Regions from separate parts of the Sus scrofa genome. Here regions 2 and 3 are each linked to region 1. A link is a contact called in public Hi-C data. All regions are on one chromosome and are shown on one strand. The core of a region is the stretch at or near the end of the contact, and the rest is flanking DNA. Distances in the headings are between cores, read along the strand shown.

Evidence for each region. A called contact is a pair of places that touch in the nucleus more often than the background predicts.
Region 2: a Hi-C map of embryonic fibroblasts shows a contact between it and region 1, with 2.4 times the contacts expected there. The contact joins two enhancer-like sites. A contact is called at or near these places in 3 of 47 Hi-C or Micro-C datasets (embryonic fibroblasts, fetal heart ventricle and heart right ventricle).
Region 3: a contact with region 1 is called in a Hi-C map of embryonic fibroblasts, with 4 times the contacts expected there. The contact joins two enhancer-like sites. A contact is called at or near these places in 4 of 47 Hi-C or Micro-C datasets (embryonic fibroblasts, psoas muscle and skeletal muscle) and 2 of 2 datasets of contacts at active chromatin or transcription factors (alveolar macrophages and skeletal muscle).

The regions. Positions count from the first base shown.
Region 1 is chr1:138,216,659-138,220,917 of Sscrofa11.1, reverse strand. No RefSeq gene overlaps it. Among named protein-coding and RNA genes, the nearest start is that of MEF2A, 180 kb to the left of the region's middle. Within about 2 kb of position 1,602, at least 16 of the 83 cell types and tissues checked have an H3K27ac peak or open chromatin away from gene starts, as enhancers often do. A contact at or near this core is called in embryonic fibroblasts and skeletal muscle, where this site is marked.
Region 2 is chr1:138,286,792-138,291,088 of Sscrofa11.1, reverse strand. No RefSeq gene overlaps it. Among named protein-coding and RNA genes, the nearest start is that of MEF2A, 110 kb to the left of the region's middle. Within about 2 kb of position 2,283, at least 8 of the 83 cell types and tissues checked have an H3K27ac peak or open chromatin away from gene starts, as enhancers often do. A contact at or near this core is called in embryonic fibroblasts, where this site is marked.
Region 3 is chr1:138,338,812-138,343,037 of Sscrofa11.1, reverse strand. No RefSeq gene overlaps it. Among named protein-coding and RNA genes, the nearest start is that of MEF2A, 57 kb to the left of the region's middle. Within about 2 kb of position 1,342, at least 76 of the 83 cell types and tissues checked have an H3K27ac peak or open chromatin away from gene starts, as enhancers often do. A contact at or near this core is called in embryonic fibroblasts and skeletal muscle, where this site is marked.

The DNA.
Region 1 (4,259 bases), core at 353-2,852:
CTCCTCTCAAAAAGAGGGAGGCCACTTACCCTCACAAAAGAGATGATGGCTTCTGATTCAGATTCTGCTAGACTCTGATTCACAATGAAGTGACCTCATACAGGTTTCCCCTTCCTCATCTGGAAAACAGGACACTGCATAGACTCTGCACCCAGAAGGGGCCATGAGGATCAAAATAATGTATCTAGAACTGCAAATGCTTTTTTTGTGACCAAAAGCCTCTTCCAACTGCTCTGTTTCATGGGAACAGCCCTGGGTATACACTAGGTGCTTAATCAATGCAAGTGATCATGAAGTAAGGCTACGACAAGTCAGATTCCACCGAGGTGCTAAAAAGCTGTGCTGGAGGAAAAGCCAAGGGAGTGGCAGAGCCAGGAGAGACAGCCCTGCTCTTGGGGACCTGGCTTAAAGCCAGAGCCCCTCCTTTGCCTGCTCCCTCCCTAGTGGGGGGTGCTGGGAGCACCAGGAGAAGTAGCCATGCTCCACACCTGAGGACATTTTCCAGGGAACAGGAGGCTGGTAGGTCTATGGCAGGTCCTGAGAGCAGTGCTCAGCCTCCCACTGGCTGTGATGTGACAGGGCAGTGTGTCGCAGTAGGACATAATTAGCAAAGCAGCCGGGCTGGGGCTAGGCTGGGCCCCTGACAGTACACACCTAAAGCCATGGCCATTCACCAGATGCCTGAAGAAATGTGGGGCTAGTGAATGGCTTTCATTTGTTGACCACTGACCATGAGCTAACTTCTAGAGCTAAGTGGTCCAGAGTGTGGGTGGGGTAAGGGGCTGAGCCTCCAGTGGATGGCTTGCCACTAATCCCCTCCTCAAAATACATGTGGGATACAGGTGTCAAAAGGTGGTTTAGAGGCCCCAAGTGATGAGCTTCCCAGGGGCCAGTCTCAAATGATGGATAGGGACCTGGGAAGGGAGCTGAAGGGTGGAACAGCAGTGAGGCCGGGGTCCTGGGGTTCTGGGGTCCTGGGGTCCTCTGTCTTGACACACAGACCATGAAGATCTGAAAGGGTTTCTGTGTGTCTAGCAGCACTAACCCCAAGCCTGGAAACCCCCTTTCCCCTGGGGGCAGGTGGCATTCTCCCTGCCTGAGAGGGGCCGCCACCTTCCCCTCTGACTTGGCTCAGGCGCAGCAAGGCCCAGGCTAGGGGCCAGACCATGGTGCCAATTTGGCACTTGGCCTGAGCTACAAAAAACGGAGCTTAGTTGCAGGCGGGGAGGACAATGCTTAAACATTCTGGGCCCCAAAGGAGGCAAGAGAGCCACTGCCCTCCACCCGGCCCCCACTGTCCACTCAAGGTCTCATTGTGGGTGGCTGTGACTCAGAGGAGGTTCTGGTTTCTGTTGGATTCTTGAGGCTCAGGCAACCTGATCCTGAAACAATGACAAGCCTTTGAACAATCCTCCTTGGCTGCCCCAGAGAAGTGTTTCAGGCCTGGCCAAAAACGCAGCAGGATGGAAAATGACGTTGGGAGGGAAAGGTCGAGCGCTGGGCCTCCCGTGGCTCAGAGCAGGTGACCGCTCAGGCCAGAGCGCCAATTTCATGGCCTGGGGACTCAAGTGGGGGGCAGTGACTCCACAGATCAGCCTAGGTTCCACTGCTGAGTCTGAGCAGATGGCATCCTGGCCCAGCCTGGCTGGGACACCTTGGGACAGGGCCTGGCTTCTCTACTGGCAGGCCCACTTTAGGGATTCAAGTTGGATGTGCCTGGAGCCCCAGGTTGCCTGAGGGTGTGGGAAGAGGAAGAGGAGTGGAGGCAGCAGGAGGGGAAGCAGAACCCAGAGTCACACACAGCATTCAGCAAACTAATGAGGCAGAGGGGCTTGTCACTAAAGGAGCTGCCATGTACAGAGCCAGCACCTTTAGAGCCCCTACTGTATGTCAGGAAACATATCTATTACTGCTTCTCACATTGGCTCTGCCATGTGTGTACCACTCGCCCCATTTTACAGATAAGGAAATCGAGACTTTGGTGACTGAGCGTAGAGAGCGTAGAGCTCTCCTGGCTGGCAGGAGCCATCTACTGGCTGCTTCTCTTTTCTTTCTTCTCCACCACCTTTGGAAGTTGTTCCCTCACCTACTGGCATGGCCTGGAAGTTCCAGAGGAGTTCATGCCCCCCAGAGGCCTCTTATCCCAGGAGGACAGGGTAGGGAGGCTTGGGGGTTTGTGGACAAATACCCACTGGAAGCCCAGGGCCCAGTGAGTTGAGCCCCTCGCTGCAGGGGAAGGCCCTAATTCACATGATGCTTAGGGGACCCTCCCTCCTTTTCCCTCCCTCATCTCCACCCCGAGCTGCCTGGGGTCACCTACAACCAAGTTCTTATTGCAGGCTCTGCTCTGGGGGACACCCCAAAGAGGACAGAGCCCCTGGGGGCTCGTCCTGGGCACTCTACAAGAGAGAGGAGTGGAGCAGCCATAACAGACAACTGGGGTCTTGAGATGGAAGAAAGGGTCGTGGAAGCTGGGTGAGGAACCACAATGTCCTCTAGAATGTTTTTCCTCAAATTTAAGTTTCCCCCTGCTGAGCTATTCTGAAGCCTTCAATGGCTGTGAGCAGAGACTTGCCTGTTGGCACATGCCAGCAGATGACAAAGGCAATGAACGAGCGTTAAATTAATCCTCACCAAAAAGTCCAGAAACAGCCAATCCTTTCACAACATTTTGTGTGTTTGGTGAACCCATGCTCTGTGGTTCAACTGTATATAAACATAATAAAGTGATATCGTGCAAGTAAACCTGTTCCTAATTTGCAGGGCAGGTTGAAATGCAGGAGTGGTCCCTGGCCTTCTTCACTGAGTGGGGCACCTGCAGTGTCCAGCCCACAGCCCTGCAGCCTCCTGCTCTGACCTAGGCCTGGCAGCCTGGGAGATGCAGAGTGCCCAGGGGCCAGAGCTGACCTGGGGTGTGGGGAGGGCTCTGAAGACATAGCACAGCCTGCTCTCCCTCACCCAAGCCCAGCAGAGAATGTCAAAGCCTCAGTACCTCCTTTAAATAATTCCCAGCTCCATGTCCTCAGCAATGGTAGAAAATGCTCCCCAATTTAGGAGAAAACTCTCGACCCTGGAGTCTTGAGTCCCCACCTCCCCAGGAACGAGGCTGGGCTTCTCCTCTCTACAGGCCGTACTGGGCAGTGGGCACCATTTACTGCTGTGTGGCCTTGAGCAAGGAGGTCACCCTGTGGGCCACTGAGAGCTGAGCAAGGATGGCACCTACCCAACAGGGTCCCTTTCAGGGCTCTCCAACCACACCCACTCTTGCCCCACTGTGACACATGGAATCCAGCTGGAGGCAGACACCCCACCAGCTCTTTGAACAGAGGGAGTTTACCATAAAGAACTGCTACCTCGGTGCATGAAAAGTGTAAAGGGGAAACTGAGGTCTTACAGCAGGGGAACAAGTGCAGGAAGAGGGCAGGGGATGAAACGGCTGGATGCAATGATTCAAACCCAGGATTGAGGCCCCATGAAGTGGAGACGCAGATCTATGAGGAGATGGGCATAGCTGGCTGCTGCTAGTCCCCTTGTGAGGGAGAAGGAATGATGGGACTTTAATTCAAAGTGTGCTTGGCATTCCAGCCCCTGGACCTTGGCTATGCCTTGTGCTCCCTCTCAGTGGGCCCCAACAATCTCTGCCTCCTCATTTTCCCACCTCTGGACAACCCCCAACCCCTTTAATTGTGGGCTGAACCTAGTGAGTCATTTCTACTAAATACAACAGAGCAATGGTGAGGTGATGACTGTGACCTCCATCCTGCCTGCCTTCTTCTCGCTTGCAGAGCCCTTGTTCTGGGAAAGCCAGCTGTCATGTTGGTGGCAGGCCTGTGGAGAGGCTGGTGTGACATGAACTAATGGACATCTCTAACCAGCAGCTAGTAGGGACCTGAGACCCTCCAGTGGCCGAGACAGCATGGAAGCAGATTCTCCAGCCCCACTTGAGCCTGGGAGCCTGTCTCACATCTTGATTGCAACCTTGCAAGGTTCTGAACTAAGCTGCCTCTAGATTCTTTACGCACAGAAACTGAGTGAGATCATGAAGGGTTTAAAGATGCTAAATTTTGGAGTAACTTTGTACATAGCAATAGCTAACTAATGCACCTGTCTGTCTCTATCTTACCTGTTCATTCCTCCAATGCACAGGTATCGAGCTTCCACTAAGTTCCAGGCCCTGTGCTAGGTGATGATAATACAGAGATGAGAGGGAGAAGACATGGTCCCTCTTGTCCCTGCCTCACAGAGACCATCCTGTGTTG
Region 2 (4,297 bases), core at 1,034-3,533, 69 kb before region 1:
GATTGAGCGAGTGAGCCGAGGGGATGGGTGACAAAAATTACAAACTGTGTTAAGTGCTGTGAAGGAAAGAAGTGGATACTGTGAAACAGATTGACACTTGAACTGAAAGAAGAGTATGAAGAAAGTCTCTCTAAGCTAAGGATGCAAGCCAAGACCTGAAGGATGCAGCAATATGAGGTTATTATGTGCTTTTCATGGAGGAAGAAAAGGAAGCCTGGAGAAGTAATCACCCCAAGGCCACATTGCTTCTAAATAGTTGAACCTATTTGAACCCAAGTTTCTCTAATTCCAAAGGTTATCAGTTTTCCAGGTCAAAAACGGATGGATAATTTCTTCAAGGTAGATATACAAATGGCTAACAAGCACACAAGAAGATGCTCAACACCATTAGTCATCAGGGAAATGCAAGTCAAAACCACAATGAGATACCATGTCACATGAGAATGGCTAGAGTGAAAAAACCTAACAATAATAAGTGTTGACAGGGGTGAGGGGAAATTGGAACTCTTGTACATTGCTGGGGAGACTGTAAAATGGTTCAGCTATGGTAGAAAATAGTACAGTGATTCCCCCCAAAGTTAAACATAGGATTACCACATGGCCCAGCAATTCCAGTCCCATGTATACCCCTTCCCCAAATGGAAAGCAGTTACTTGGACAAATCCCTGTTCATGCAGCACTGTTCACAATGGCCAAAAGAGGGTTAAAAAACTCAGCTGTCCCTCAATAGCCGAACAGATGAACACATTGTGGTAAATACATACAGGGGGATGTTATTCAGCCTTAACAAGGACAGACGTTTTGAAATACACTACAACGTGGAAGAATCTTGAAAACATGTCATGTGAGAGGAGCCAGACACAAAAGAACACATGTTGTATGATTCCACTGATATGAAATATCCAGAATAGGTAAATCCATAGAGACAGAGAGCAGACTGGTAGTTGCCAGGGGCTGGGGGGAGGAAAAAGTGGGGAGTAAGGGCTCAGTGGGCAAAGGGTTTACTTTGGAATGAGGGAAGTGTCTTGGCACCAGGTCAGGTGGTTGTGGTTGTTGTACAACATTGTGAGTGAACTGAATGCCATTGAAATGTTTACTTTAAAACAGCTCATTTTACGTTTTGTGAATTTCACCTCAATGCATTTTTTAATAGATTAATATATTCTCTTGCCTTTTTTATTATTTTAAAAATTTTCTTTATATTTTTGGCCATGCCCGTGGCATGCAGAAGTTCCCAGGCCAGGGATGGAACCCATGCTACAGCAGTGACAATGCCAGATCCTTAACCACTAGGCTACCAGGGCCCTCCTCCCTTGCCTTTTTAGATTTATATCCCCTCTGCTTTGGAAAAGACTTGTTTATGTATTTGCTTGCAGTGTAAAGTTAGATGCCAGGTAGAGAATATTACTCACCAGAAATTTTCTCATGAGAAGGCCAGCTGGAATAATTGAGAAGCTCTACTTCTCAATCTTCAGGGCTTTCTGGGCTTCCCAGACTGGGAGGTGAGGCAGAAGCAGAGCCTGTGGTGTCAAGGGATCCCAGCCACCTGTGGGTCTGATGGGCAGATGAGATGGGTTGGGGGGCCCTCCTCAGAAGGTTGCATATTGGCAGGAGGCATCTCAGGACAAATGAGGCATCTCAGGACAAATGAGGAGGCATCTCAGGACAAATGAGGGCCAGCAGGGGGCAGGAGGGCGGGATCCAGTGGGATGTAGGGGAAGCTCTCTGGGGTATGGGCTGAGAGTGACCCCAGAGACTCACTTTCTAGAAACAAGAATAAAGCTCTGTATTATTTGTAAACATTTCCAGTGATGGGTTTGTTTTCTCCTAGAATGTGAAGGAATGTGTAAGGACCTGATGCTCATTTGGTCACAGGTGAAAAGTCAAAGCTGAAGGAATTCATCCCCCCACTTTCTCTGGGAAGCAGGGTGGCCTGAGCTAAAGGGGACAGGGCCCCCGGATGGATTTGGCAGAGGGCGACCCATCCGGATCAGGAAGGATGCTGCTGAGATCAGAGTCCAATGTTCTACAGCTGCATGCCTGCTTTCTAAGTCAGGGTTTACCCACATTAGTTATTTTGAGCAGAAGGGGATTTAATACAAGGGCCTATGTGCTTCAAAAGTCACAGGAAGGCTTCAGGCCCAGACCTCAGGATGGGCTTTGAGGAACAACTTCCACATATCAAGGCATGACTGATGTGTGGGGAGCTACCCAGCTTGGGAGAAGGAGCGTCTAGAAGCCGCCTGTAGGCCACCTTCCTTTTGTTGCAACATAGCACTGGGAAAATGACTCAGAAACACTTGCTCTCAAGCCAAGCAGTGATTACTCATCTACACAAGCAAAGAGGGGAGCTCTGTGGTCTGCTTCTGAAGGTCAAGAGAAACTGGGCAAGCTGATGCTGCCACGTAGTCCAACACCTCTTCAGTGACTGGTCAGTAGAAGTGACCCAAACAGGGTCTCTATCTCATCTACCATTCCTGCCTTCTAAACTTTGTGCAAGGGTACTTGACAGGCCCAAGTGGCATTCGTTGTACCCAGAAGTTGAGCTGCAAGAGATCCTAGAAAAACAGTTGTCCTAAAAACTAAAGATAGAACTATCATATGATCCAGCAACCCCACTCTTGGGCATATATCCAGACAAAACTACAATTCAAAAAGATACACGCCCTTCAGTGTTCACAGCAGCACTATCTACAACAGCAAAGACACAGAAACAACCTAAATGTCCATCAACAGAGGTGTAGATAAAGAAGATGTGGTACGTATATAAAATGGAATGTTACTCAGCCATAGAAACTGAAATAATGCCATTTGCAGCAACATGGATGGACCTAGAGATTATCACACTAAGTGAAGAAAGTCAGAGGAAGATGTATCTTATACGGTATCACTTATATGTGGAATTTAAAAACGGGTACAAATGAACTTATTTACAAAACAGATGCATAGACTTTGAAAACAAACTTATGGTTACCAAAGGGCAAAGTAGGGGAAGGGATAAATTAGAAGTTTGGAGTTAAAATACATACTATTATAAAAAAAATAGATAATCAACAAGGACCTACTGTATAGTACAGAGAACTTCACTCAATATTCTATAATAACCTATATGGGAAAAAAGAATCTGAAAAAGAATGAATATATGTATAGTGTAACTGAATCACCTTGCTGTACACCTGAAACTAACACAATGTTATAAATTATCAGTATTACAATAAATTCCTAAAAATGCAAAAAAAAAAAAAAAAAACCCAAAACAAAAATAGCTGTTAACATGAGGTTGTTAGTTGTTGGTTTTGAGGGACAGGAAGACCCACTTAGAAGTCAAAATGGACAGTAAGTCAATCCACAGCATCTTCACGCCTTAGCCTCCCTTAACAATTCCTTCATCTCAAAGGTATTATAATATGACCATAGAAAAGGTATGTACAGTAATTTAGAAGCACTAGCTCTTGGAATTGCCATTGTGGCTCAGTGGCTTAAGAACCCGACTAGTAACCATGAGGATCCCTGGCCTTGCTGAGTGGGTTAAAGATCCGGCGTTGCCATGGCTGTGGTGTAGATCACAGATGAGGCTTGGATCCTGCGCTGCTGTGGCTGTGGTACAGGTCTGCAGCTACGGCTCTGATTTGACCCCTGGCTTGGGAACCTCCATATGCCGCAGGCGACGCCCTGAAAAGAAAAAAAACAACAAAGAAGCATAATTCTTGTCCTCAGTAATCCTGTGATACAAATCCTAAGGGAAGGGGATATGTGAGGAATTGATCTCTTCACTGAATTTCATCTAGACTGAAGAGAGTCTGAGAATTTGAGAATAAAAAGGAAAATCATTGTGTCCTTATAGTAAAGGCAGAGAAAGAAAAACTCAGAGAAATCCGGGTCCTTGATGCTTATTCTAAATCACAGCACTCAGATACAAAATATCCCACTCGGATAGAAAGATCCCCATGTGGCTGCTGTTCAAGACGGTGGCTCCTACAATTCCATTTTCATAGGTTTTGAAAGAGTTCAGGACTCCACTGGCGGATGGGTAACCAAGCAGTGTTGTTGTGCCTAGGGCAAGTTCCAACTACCCCTCCAATTTGCCCCCCTAATTTGCCAAACCATGGGAAAACAAACCTGCAATTAGAGTTGTATTTTTAAATCGTCTAGGTTTTATGTGGTACTCTCCCCATCCCCCCCACCCCAAACTCAGTCTCGCCAAAATGCTGTTATTTTCACAGAGGAAATACAAAGAGTGGGTTTAAAATTACAAGTCACAGACTAAGTCAGAAAAAGGAAGTGGGTTCTCTGGGGC
Region 3 (4,226 bases), core at 93-2,592, 120 kb before region 1:
AAAATGCTGTGCTATAACTTAAAAAACTTTAGACAATACGTGTTTAAAAATACACACACTCTTGTTAACACAGCACAGCAGGCCTTTCTAAAAGCACATTTACTGGGATCAAAATCTCACAGTAAACTAAAACTCAGATTAACACTGTGCTGTTCTTCTCCAATACAGTTCCCTCCTGGATCATGACAGGAGGCTCGCTTATCTCAGGAACCATTCAAGTCTGAGGACATTTTTATAGCTACATTTTAAAAGGAAAAAACAAAACAAAACAAACCTTGTTTTTCTAAATCAGAAATATTCATCTTTTCCAAACTTGTCTGCACTATCTCACCTACTAATAAATCCTCACTTATCAAAGACGGGTGGAATCGAACTAAAAGGCGAAGTTTCTATCTCACAAAACCCTCCGTGCGATCCGGGATCTACTTGGGTGGATGTTCAGGGGCAGCGAGCAGCTCCCTCTGCAGCCCCTTGTCCGCGAGACGTCTCGCCGATCGGTGGGGCGTCTGCACGGGCAGGTGCTCCCCCAAGCCGGGGCCACCTCCTGGAACCCTGGGGCGACCTGGCCACCGGTTCGCGCGCGCGCGCACACACACACGCACACACACACACACACACACACACACGGAGAGCTTGGACCTACATGTTCTGCTCCGTTAGACCAACATTCTCCCAAACCAGAAGTGGGGGAACTTCATATCCAACCAGGGCGCAGAACGCCCCTCCACACCAGGGGTCAGGCCCTTCGGGTGGACCCCGGCCTCGTAAGGCAGGATGAAGAAAAGGGTCCTCGGGCGTCCCCCGCCCTACTCCAGAGTCTCCCAGCCCCAGGGAACTCCTTCAACTTTCAAGAAGGCGACGTCCACCACCGCCCCCAGCCCCACTCGCGCCGCGCACCCAGGGAGGCTCCTCGAGCCGAGCCCGCGCGGCCCAGCCTGCCTCCACCGGCCCGAGACACCCCTCAGACCTCCGGCCCGCCCTCGGGGCACCCCGCCCCCACACCCGCAGGCGCCCCGCCCCGCGGCGCCCACCCGACGCGACCACCCCACCCGCCCCGCCGCGGCGCACCTCGGCTCCGGCCCTGTGCCAGCCCGACGCCACCCCGTCCTGGCGTCCCCAGAGCCCCGCAGGCGCCCCTCCCGGGGCCGCGCCGCCCCTCGCCCCGGCGCCCCCCAGCCCCGACCCGGCTCCCTCGCTGAGACGCCGGCCCCGCAGACCAGACCGTGCCGCCCGCAGTCCTCACCACGTCTTAGGCGCAGCTGCCGGGCACACACACGCCGCAGCCCGGGCCCGCCACCAGCGCTCCGCGCCGCCCGGAGCCGCCTCCTTCAGCCCGGGACTCGCCGGGACGCCCGCGCACGGATCCCCACACCGGGGCTATTTTTAGGAGGCAGGCCCCGGCCGGGCCGGAACTCGTTCCTTCCAGCGCGCGTGCGCACGATGCTGATGGACTCAGTGTCCCTCCGCCGACCTCGCTTTTTCCTCCTTTTCCCTCCTTTCCCCTTGCTCCCTCTTTTGCTTCTCCCTTAAGGTTTCTTCTCCGAGCTGATTTACCCTCTTGGTGGATAGTAGAGCACTTAGAGTAGGGAAGACAAGGGTGCGGGCAAAGAGGGTCACAATGTTTGGAAGCGAACACTACCCCACAAGGACGTGAGGAGCGGACTATGTTTTCTCGGGTGGGTGAGAGACGGCTCACCCGGCACAGGAAGGAGATGACGGCGGTTTGGCGCCGGGGCTACGGGCTGGAGCTTGCTTCCCTCTGAAGGACCGTGTTCTCCTGGAAGGGATACTGGTCACTTGACAAGGGCCTGGGCGCCTCCCAGGGCGGGGCGGCCCGGCGGCGTCGCGCCCTGCAGCCTCCGCCTCCCCCGCCGCTGCCTCCCCAACCGGCCGTGGGGGCCGGGCCGGGAGCGGCTCCAGTGACGCGGCGCGTGGCAAATCGCCGCGCGTGGCTGCCCGCTCCAGCCAACCCGGGGTGCCGGGGGCGGGGCTGGGGCGGGGCGCAAGTCGGGCAGTCTCCCGGAGTGCTGTGCCAGGCGGCGCCCTTCGGGAGCGGCCAGACACCCCCTGCCGGGCTCCTGGAACCGTGGCCAGACCCCAACCCTCGGGACACGCTTGGCGCCCCCAGGTCTCAGCTCGCCACGCCCGCGCCCACGCCCTCATTGCGGACAGGACGCACCTGTGCCCTCGCCTGGGCGGCCACTGGGTCACCCTCACTGAGCAAGCACAATGGAACACAGGCCCCTGGCGCTTCGTGGCGGCTCGGACCCGGCCCCCAGACAGTACAACTTGGAGGGACCTGGATGGCAGGCGGCATCTTTCGCGCTGGCCAGCGAAGCTCCCCACGTCCCAGAAGAGAGAACCTACAAATCTTGACCATTAGTAATCGCTAATTACAAACAGGCTCAGCTAGTAAGCCTTGAGCGCTAAACTGTGCTGAATGGTTTGCGTACGATAGTTCAAGTATTCCTTGCAACATGCGTAGGAATTAGAATAAGTTTCTATTCCCATTTTACATAGGAAAGGGAAGCTTAAGCACTAAAATGACGGTTTAAGTAGTTTCGATGATTAAGGTTTAAGAGGAGGGCACTGAGCCCTTGAACTCCTAACCACTGTGCGTACCGCCTTTTCTGAGAGCAGGACAGAGGGGATGTGCTTGGCACAGACAGCCATTCTGTTTTGGAGGGTGTTGGGCTTTGTCGCGGGAGGTCATTAGGTGAGCCATTGCGGTCCTTGCATCCTGAAGGCTGCTGGCCTCTGGAGTTTCTATGGCCACACTGCCGACCTCTGCCCCCAGAGGTACCTATGCAGTGGACACGAAGCCAAAGAGTTATTTTCACTTAGTGAAAATGAGAAAATCAGTCCCAGAGCACTTTAAGACAAAGTGATTGGGGTGGGTGAGCAGATTTGCAGAGGCTGTGGGCAGAGGAACTGGGAAGTTACAAAGGAAGCTGGAGGCTGGCAGGCTTCCTCCCTCAAGGACAAGGCAATATACTGGGAGAACCCAGCACAAAAGCGACACAGAAACACCAGATACTGGGAAATAAACCTGGAGTTGTGCACAGAGCCCCACAGTGTCAGCATTCGGAGGAGTCAGCAGCAGGGACTTGCAGGGAGGTTTTTTTAAAACAGGTTATAATTGGGTGTAACTCAGCAAGTCAGTAGAAATGCATGCTTTTTAACCTGCCAGAGGCTGCAAAGCCAGCTGGATTTGACTTCTCTGCTCCAAGAAAATAGAAGAGTTTGGCACTTTTCCTTCACAGTCTATGATCTGAGGTGGGTGGACAGTGAGCAGTGGCTCCTTCATTCCCACCTGCTCTTCATCCTGGAAGGAGAAAAGGGACAATGAGAACATGGTGTTCTGAAAGAGGTTTTCACACTCTCATTGCTCCACTCCACCTCCTACCCTTGGCAGAATCTGACCCTTTTGGGGCACAGAAGACTCAGCTCAGACTGCCCACCCCCTACCCACTCAAAGGCTATTGGTCACACCAGAGAGACAGGCAGAGAACTTGGGTCTGAGTCCAGCAAAAGCAGAAATGAAAAGTGTTTGCATTACCTAAGAGAACACTTCTTTCTTCACTCCCCCCACCCTGCATGTTAAGAATTGCAGGGAGTTGTAAAATGGAATAAAGGAAGGAGGGAGTGGAGGGGAGGAAGAAAGAGAGAAAGGAGGGAAGAAGGGAGAAAAAAGTAATTTTTAAAATTCTAGGAGTTCCTGTTGTGGCTCAGTGGAAACAAACCTGAAGAGTATCCTTGAGGACACAGGTTCTGTCCCTGGCCTCAGTGGGTTAAGGATCCGGTGTTGCCTCAAGCTGCAGTGTATATTGCAGACATGGCTCAGATCCTGAGTTACTGTGGCTGTGGTGTAGGCTGGCAGCTGCAGCTCTGATTCGACCCCTAGCCTGGGAATATCCATATGCCACAGATGTGGCCCTAAAAAAAAATTTTTTTTTAAAGAATTCTAGGAGTTCCCATCGTGGCTCAGTGGTTAATGAATCTGACTAGGAACCATGAGGTTGTGGGTTCAGTCTCTGGCCTTGCTCAGTGGGTTAAGGATCCGGCACTGCCATGAGCTGTGGTGTAGGTTGCAGACGCGGCTGGGATCCCATGCTGCTGTGGCTCTGTTGTAGGCCGATGGCTACAGCTCCGATTGGACACCTAGCCTGGGAACCTCCATATGCTGTGGGAGTGGCCCTAGAAAAGGCAAAAAGACCAAAAAAAAA